Linked DNA regions of Sus scrofa: region 1 is linked to region 2. A link is a contact called in public Hi-C data. All regions are on one chromosome and are shown on one strand. The core of a region is the stretch at or near the end of the contact, and the rest is flanking DNA. Distances in the headings are between cores, read along the strand shown. Region 1 overlaps FTO (fat mass and obesity associated). Region 2 has its middle 8.5 kb from the start of IRX3.

Evidence for each region. Hi-C and Micro-C count contacts between places; a contact is called where the count stands out from the background.
Region 1: a contact with region 2 is called in a Hi-C map of fetal heart ventricle, with 2.4 times the contacts expected there. The contact joins two enhancer-like sites.

The regions. Positions count from the first base shown.
Region 1 is chr6:31,220,038-31,224,387 of Sscrofa11.1, forward strand. The region is part of intron 8 of FTO (fat mass and obesity associated); the gene reads right to left. Among named protein-coding and RNA genes, the nearest start is that of IRX3, 180 kb to the left of the region's middle. Within about 2 kb of position 1,819, at least 1 of the 83 cell types and tissues checked has an H3K27ac peak or open chromatin away from gene starts, as enhancers often do.
Region 2 is chr6:31,051,289-31,055,651 of Sscrofa11.1, forward strand. No RefSeq gene overlaps it. Among named protein-coding and RNA genes, the nearest start is that of IRX3, 8.5 kb to the left of the region's middle. Within about 2 kb of position 3,098, at least 2 of the 83 cell types and tissues checked have an H3K27ac peak or open chromatin away from gene starts, as enhancers often do.

The DNA.
Region 1 (4,350 bases), core at 569-3,068, 170 kb after region 2:
TGAGAATAGCCCCAGCTGGCTGAGAACCGAAGGACCCAGAGGCCCTGGGTCTGGCTGCGTGTGCCAAACTCTGAATCCCAGAAGCTTAAAATGTAAATCAGAGTCCCTCCTACCAGCTCAGGGACCCATGGATCTTCTAATATTCCTTAAGAAAAAAAAATGATGGGAAAAGCTCAACCTAAAACTGAAGAGATCAGTTTAATGATGTATGCGTAGAAAAAAAAATCATCCGGATCAAAAAACGCTTTCATTTTCCTGGGTAATTTTTTTTTTGAAACATATATGGTTGATATTCTTGCTTAGACGATGGAAATGATACTTCAGCCTACAGCCGTCAAGGGTTTACAGAAATGGGGGCTGCTGCTCTTTGCCTGGCCCCGGGAAGGGTGTGATGAACACAGTCTGAAATCAATATCAGGGAACAGTTACTGCATCTCAATATTATTTGCCGAGATGGGCTGTTGGAAGAGGATGGAGGAAGAGAGAGGTTTGTCGATAGCTTTAACGAAGCACTCCACAGCCATGCACAAAGGGAGGTCAAATAACTATCAGCAGACCAATCCCCATTGTAAGTAGTAAAAATGATAAAATCAATATTATTAAATAAAAAGTTAGCACTGCTATTGAACCCTCTCACGATCTTGGCAGCGCCTGGCTGAAAATGAAGGAGGCTATTTTCCAATCTCTTTAGGGGTAAATGTTTAGGATCTTAAGCATGTGCAAAATGTTGGGGGGCCCGAGAGGTGTATTTTTCACATATCACCTGAGCCAGGGGAACATCTGAACAATAGGCCCAGGTAACTGTCACCTCAGAAGACAAGGATTCTTCTCACCCAGGGGAACATATATACTCTGAGGGCCACTAGAGGCTACATCCTTTAGAGCTGGGACTTTGCTCCTCTGTCCTTCAGGGGGACAGAGGTCAGGCTGGCTCAAGGCTTTCCGGGAGAAGAGAAAGGTCTTCTTTGCTGTTCTTTCAAGTCTTGAGATCTGGAAATGCACCAGAAAAAAATCATGGAGGAGAAAAAAGAAAAAAAAAAAAAAAAAAAAAAAAAAAGAAAGAAAGAAAGAAAGAGAAAAGGAGAAGGGGGAAGAAAACAAGGGCATTCAAGAGCAGAGGACTGACCCGTTCTTGTCAGCCCAGAGGGCTGTGGGGAAGCGTCTCGAAGCCAAGGAGGCGTTCTTTGCTGCTGGCACTGGGTGGTTTAATTGTGTAAACTGAAGGCGGCCTATAGCAGGTACCGAAAAAGATAAATTTAGACGAAAGATAGTCCAGCCAAAAATTCCTGTGAAAGCAGCAAGCTCCAGTCATATCTGGAGGAGGAAATAAAAAAAAAAAAAAAAGAAGAAGAAGAAGAAGAAGAGGAGGAAGAATGGGTAAAACGGAGTGACAGCCCGTCGGCAAGACTGCATTTGCTGCTCTGACCTGCATTTAAACACAGCGCTGCTTTGAACACCTAAAGTTGGCTCCCTTGTTTGCATTTCATAGAAACTACTATAGAAAGTAAACAAGAACCTTTGGTGAATTATTTAGCATACAAATAAACTGGCAGAGAAGGCTAAGTAGGCCTATATGAACTAAGTGGATTGAAATATTCATCTGTAAATAACCCTCCAATCTGGTGCTTTCACGTACAAATACTACATGGAACATTAGACACAACTAGCTTCTAGGGATATTTAGGCTCACTAGAGAGCAATTTTTATGTCTACTGGCATCTGTGGGTAGTGATATGGACTGACTGTTAATATAACCTACATAAAATTTATGTGAACACTCACGGAAATAAGAACACACTGTCAGACAGCTGGTGTCTGATGCGAAGCACATGCGGATTTTATATGCACTGCGTAAACTAACCTTTGCAATAAAGATTTAGCAGGTTTATTAGTTTAGGAAATCGCTATAATTAAGGATAATTCATAATGGCCGCTTATCCACTCTCCAGCAATAGCTAGCTTAATTTAGGCTCCATTTCTTTGAGCCATAAATAAGTGAGCTGCTATCTTCTGCACAGATGTGGCATTCAACCTGTTCATGTTGGCTGGTTTTGGCTTGTGTTTTAATCAAAAGCATTAGTAGATAAGACTCTAAAAAGCCCAGGGTTTGAAATAAATTAGCAAGAAATGCAGAGGCAAAGTTTTTTTTCCAACTGCTCAAAAAAAAAAAAAAGGGGGGGGGGGACCTCTCCCTCCAGAGGTAAAACAATTAAAAATAAATAATCCTTTTAAATGTCCTTAAAGGAACTTTCATTTACAAACCCAAGGAGAGAGAAAGTGACGGAGCAATAACATTAATGAAGGCCCAAGAAATATGAGTGTGAGCTCTCTACAGTATTTCCATTTAACTGTGCATGTAATTAAAGCCTGACCTTTGCAAATGCAGCACACTCTGCCTTGCTGCAGCTTCCCCCATTCGAGATCCAAGCAAGGGCTCCGGGGATGGGAGCTTTCCACGGTGCGCTAGCCTGCCTTCAGAGACTGCTCTGAGGGATGGCTGCATCTGTGATCTGTCCCTAGTGACAAGGACCCCTTTCCTACCGGTCCTTAGCAACACCTGACCCTCTTCTTCCATTCATCCACACCTCTTTGCGTTACAGCCCCATGCACTCCGCCAATACTCAGGGTATGAGTCAGCAAAAGGCAAGCAGCACCAGAACGTGGGTCCAGATTATCAGCATCCCCAAAGCCAACTAGTCGGTGAGCATGCCCTAGGCGTGGGGCCCTCTGCTAAGCCCTTCCTGGTCTGGTCTGAACAGCCAGCCGAAAGAGACCTTCTTCTTGCGAGATGTCCCCTGGGGCACAGCAGCTTGATTGACGTGGGAATTTGGAATCCAATGAAGAGTGAAGCTCTACGGAGACTTAAGAGGAGCTTTGTTCTTGAGAATTTCTAGATCGAGCAGTTAATCCTGGTGTCATGGAAAGGGTGTTGGTCTAAGAGTCAGCAGGTCTGGGATGTATTTCCCAGCTGTGTCACTTGTCATCTGCGGTGTCCCCAAGACAGCCAGTCAGCCTCCCTAAGTTTCAGCCTCCCCCTTTGCAAAGTGGGTGATGGGCACCTGTCCCTCCTGCTGCAAGGACCGCTATAGGGACTCTGGGAAACACTGGCCCATTAATCTCCTGTGACAGCAAAAATGGTGAATGCCAGCTCAGCCACTTCGAAGTTGGACCTCTCCATCTCTGAGTTTTCCTGTAGGAAAGCAGAGCCCATGAGAGCTGCTTGGTCACGTCACCAAGTTAAGAGGAGCAGGAGAAATCACTTGCAAAAGTGGTCAGTCGACTGTGAAGTTCAATGCTTTCCAAGTTATTTGAGCCAGGTCTCCTCCTGATGGTTTCCAAAGGTGCCGCTGGTCCGGAGCTCCACATATACCCACGGCCCCTCAGGAGCCCTTGGCCAGAGGGGGATGGGGAGGACGATTTGAGGAGGCCGAGGTAATGCCAAGGGTTTGATAGGCACGGTACAACACACGTGGGCTGGGCACATCAGTTTTTAAAAATTATATCTAAATATCAAAATAATTTAATATCAAAATAATTCCGACAGGAGGTCCCATCATGGCTCCATGGTTAACGAACCCGCTAGTGTCCATGAGGATGCATGTTCGATCCCTGGCCTCACTCAGTGGGTTAAGGATCTGGCATTGCTGTGAGCTGTGGTGTAGGTTGCAGATTAAGCTCGGATCTGGTGTTGCTGTGGCTGTGGTGTAAGCCGGCGGCAGCTACAGCTCCGATTCGACCCCTAGCCTGGGAACCTCCATATGCCGTGGGGGTGGTCCCAAAAAAACAAAACCAAAAAAATCAAAAAAAAAAAAAGAAAGAAAAGAAAAGAAATTTCCGATTCGTGGGAAAGACCTAAAGGCGCCTGAGCTGCCCCTGTGAGTACTGTGACCCAGTGAACCTGGGGAAAGCCTGTGATAAGGTCAGTTTAACTCTTCAGGAGAAACTTCTCCCTTGAAGACTCTCCTTGAGAAGTTGGGTGTGGAGCTAAAACTGAGGAAATGAGCATATCGGATACATTTTTACCGACAAATTCTAGTAGTCAGTGTCCTGCCCATGAAGTTGGCATAGACACAAAAAAGCAGCAAATACGGAGAACAGAAAGGGGGCCTGGGACAAGCGTTCGAACACCTCAGCTATTTATGGCCTTGGTGCCCCAAGGACAGTGACTGCTGGGGCCACCCCCTGAGAAGAGGCGGGCAGGAGCCAGCCGGAGAACTTGCAGGGGAATCTGTACAAATCCATGTGAGGAGATCTGAGCCAGGGAAGGGCCCCTGGCTTCCACTTCATGGCCAAGACCCTGAAAAGTCATGTGACCTTGGCTCCCAAGTTAAAAAGAGCTGAGAGTTCCCT
Region 2 (4,363 bases), core at 1,848-4,347:
TGTATCCTCTTTCCCTTAGAACACACAGCCCCTTCAAGGAGCCTCAAGTTGACCCCAACAAGATACCATGTTCAAAACAAAAAGGACCCCCGTAGGCTTTTCAGCTAAAAGGCGGAAGGGGAGCCCACTTTTTTGCCCCATGTTCATTTCATCAGGGACCAGATTCTTCAGCCTTTTCCAAGGACCTCCTCCCTGAGTCCCCCCCTCATCACCCCCTCTTTCAGGGATCCTGGGAACTGCCTCCTCCATCCTTTATTACCTGGCCTTAACATCTAAAAAGGAAAAAGAAAGCTAAGGAAGATTGAGAGAGAGAAGGAAGCCGAGAGAGAATGAAAGAGAGTGAGAGAGCAAAGGAAGCCAGTGAGAGAGAGAGAGAGAGAGAGAGAAGGAAGCCAGAGAGAGATTCTCATCCTTGGTCCTGATGAAGCTTCAATTAGAAATAAAATGTCAATCACTCCTCCTGGAAGGGGTTCCTGCTGTCGGGGCTGGTTATGCAAAGCACCCCGAGGTGTGTGGGATAATCAATTAGGTCAGAGGGAAGAGTATGTGTCCCTGCTTCCCTCATTATCTGCATGGAGCTGGTGGTGGGGCGGGGGCGGGGGTGGGGGGTGCTCACGGGGCGGGGGAGCCTGAGGAGAATACAATTATCTCCCTAAGTGATGGCCCACCTCCGGGACCAGCGAGGTCATGGTTTCCCATGGAATTTATTCTTGGTGAATACAGCAAGGAGGAAGCGGGGTCCAGCCGGAAGGCAGCATGGAAGGGCCAGAGGGCTATGCAGCAGAGGCTTCGGGAGAAGGAGGAGATTCCTGGAGTTCCTGTCATGGCGCAGTGGTTAACGAATCCGACTGGGAACCATGAGGTTGCGGGTTCGATCCCTGGCCTTGCTCAGCGGGTTAAGGATCTGGCATTGCCATGAGCTGTGGTGTAGGTCGCAGACACAGCTTGGATCCTGCGTTGCTGTGGCTGTGGTGTAGGCCAGTGGCTACATCTCCGATTCGACCCCTAGCCTGGGAACCTCCATATGCCACAGAAGCGGCCCAAGAAATGGCAAAAAGACAAAAAAAAAAAAAAAAAAAAAAAGGAGAAGATTCCAGCCACTCACCTGCCCTAGGGGAGGAGTGGGGAGGAGGAGCCACCTCCTGGGCTGCTACTCTCTGGACACCTGGTGGGCAGGCAGGGCCAAAGGGTCCTCTTCTTAGGCTTTGAGTTCTGGAAGGTTAGAGCGAGGGATTGAATGCTTGGGTAGGAACTGGGTGTCAGACTTGTTCACTAGTTTGTTGGGACTTTTTCTGCCAGGAGCTTGCACTGGGCTTAATTGTTTATAGCCCTCTAGAAATGTCCTCTGCATGCCAGCATTCCTGGTTGTCAGCACCCTCTACCTCCATCAAATGAAAGTGGGCACTTGGGAGTTCCTGTGCTGGTACATCGGAAACGAATCCTACTAGGAACCAGGAGGTTGTGGGTTCGATTCCTGGCCTTGCTCAGTGGGTTAAGGATCCAGCATTGCTGTGAGCTGTGGTGTAGGTCACAGATGCGGCTCAAATCTGGCATTGCTGTGACTCTGGCGTTGGCTGGTGGCAACAGCTTGATGGGACCCCTAGCCTGGGAACCTCCATATGCTGCGGGTACAGCCCTAAAAAGCAAAAAATTAAAATTAAAAAAAAAAGAAAATGGGCACTTGCAGGTATGTAAAATTGGCGTCTGTGGTTAGAGCCACCTCCAGCTTGAGTGGGGGCAACCTCACCCTCCCTTGAGTTCCCACTTTCACCTTCTGCAACTTGGAGCGGATGGGATTAGACAAATTTATCCAAACTTTCTTGCAACTCCAACATTGTCTAGGATTAGGCATGAATGAATGAAGCGTAGACAGTTACGGGGATGCGGGGGCCCCATAACCTCTCTAGAGGCCACCTCTTGATCCTAACTGGCCACCGTCATCTGACCCAGCTTGACTGCATTAAACATGTCTGTCTATTGTGTGACGAGCTAAGTTCTGAAAGCAGCTGCCACTCCCCCTCACCCCAAACAGAAGCTCCAACCCCTCCAAGGCCATCCTGATGGTCCGGATGGAAAACCCCACAAGGCCCCTCTTCCTGAGCGCAGAAGAGGTCCTAAGAGCGGGTCTCCACCAAGGGGATCCCCTCACTTCCGGGACAGATGGTGATGTCTGGAGACCCTGGTGTCATGACTCGGTAGGGATGCGAATAGCATCTCATGGGGTGGAGACCAGGGATCCTGCTAAAGGTCCCCCAAGGCGCAGGCCAGTCCCTGCCAGGAAGAGTTATCCAGGTCAACACCGAGCCAAGATTGAGAAACACGGCATTGGGGCATGGGGAGAGGCGTCTGGGGCAGTCACCAAAGGTGTTTTCTCCCAGAAACCACAGCTTTGTGGAGGGAAGCATTAAAGCTGGGCGCTAAGTGGGGTGTTTTTGTTCCCTAAAAGCTTTTGGCCCTGGAAGGGGGTCATTGGGGTGAGGGAGCGCAAACAGGAAACGAGGCCGGCCTGGGAAACAGAAGGAGCCAAAGAGGAGGGGTCAGCTCAGCCTGGCTGCCCAGGTTGCCCCTGGAAGTGGGACTCTCTCGGGGCCAGAGGGACAGCGTCTGCCCCCAAGAGGATGTGTGTCTGGAAAGTTGGGGCCTTTCTCCCTGGATATTTATATCAGGAGCAGGTTCCGGAATGGTGTCACTGATGAAAGCCTGACTCCTGGGGGTTTTGCCTCACAGCGATTGCCACCTCTTAGCTGCTGCCAGCCCTTCCACGCCCATCAATACATCTGTTTATTTAATTGCTTGTGTTACCCCGGAGTGCGTGCGTGCATGTGTGTGTGTGTGCATGCGTGCAAAGGTATGTGTGTGGATGGGTGGGTGTGTGTGTGGGTCCCACATCAGGGAGCAGGAGGGAGACAAAGCCAGGGGAAGGTCTTACTCCGGAGCCAGAGCCGGCAGCTAGGACACGGGAAGGCGGTGATTTCATGGCTTTTGTCCTGCGTTCTCTCACTGCTCTAGGCCGCTAACAAGTGGGCCACGGCCCTCAGGGCTTTGGAGTGCACTCATCTGAGAGATTGTGCTCTTCTCAGCCGCTCAGATTTATTTTGCCAAAGTTACAGGGCAATTATGGAAATGCGCCCTTTGAAGCCGGGCTGATTTCTCTTTATTTCCTTCTCCCTGACAAAGCAGCTCGCTTCCCTGCCTCTTGTGGGCTTTTTTTTTTTTTTTTTTCTTTTCTCTCTCATCCTCTCCCTCTCTCTTCCTTTCCTTTTCCTTTCTCTTTTTTTTTTTTCTTTTCTGATAATTATTAGATAGTGGGAGTTTCCAGGGGGTAATTTACAAAGAATCTTTTAAACGGGGATAAAAATATGTACAGATGAAAAGAACGTCACTCTCATTAAATGTTATGTTGGGGTGTTTTTAACGGGATTTGACGGCCAGGAGGAAAGAAATGAACTCATGAGACGAAGACGGGACCTCTCACACCCAGGTGGTTGTGGGTCTCTGACACCCTTGCCAGCCTGAGGCCCACGGTGGCCTGGTAGGCCACCTGATTGGCCCATAGACTGTTCCAGCCACCTCCACCCCGCCGGGGCTCCTGCCACGCCCCTCGCCTCGAGCTCCCCAAGTTTCACAGGACAAGTGCTCTGCTCCCCTTTGCTCTCACCCCCATATGAAGAAGAGGCCCAGACTCGAGAGAGCTGTGTTTTCTGGGTTGTGTACACTATTCATCACTGTAGCTCGGAATCTGGAGTCTCTGTGTGAATTCACCCCACTCACTTCTCTCCTCCCGCCCCACTTGGTTCGATGTGACACTGGGGTGTGCAGAGAACGTGTCTGAAGCCAGATGGGGTCCACCTGGAGAGGTGGCCTGCTAGGCCTTGGGGGGGGTTGGGGGCCTGGGTATCTATTTTTTAGAGTGGCTTTGAAGCTGTCTCCATCCATCTTTTTGTTTGCTCCTTCCTTCCTCTCTCCCTGTCGTTGAAAGGAATGGCTCATCATCGGTCCTCAGACCCTAACAGGAAATCTCAGCGCTTTCAGGAGCCAGGACTGGGCTCCTCCGAAGACACTCTGGAGTGGGGGCCGATTCCACGCTCACTTCCTTTACCCCGATTAAATAAAATACAATTGATTAAATGGAGTGAAGTGCTTACTATTTGATAGGCCCCATGGTAAGCACTTCCCATGCATTTTATTTCATGTTCACACCGAAGGCACAGATGAAGAAATTAAGGCTTGGGGGAGAGGGAGGGAGCTTAAGAACCTCTTCTGGCAACAGGAGCCATCTCCACAGAGTGAAAAATGTCCAGGCAGAACATTCCATGTGGGCTGCTCCCATCTGAATCAGAAGGGGAATATACATGGGCTTGTG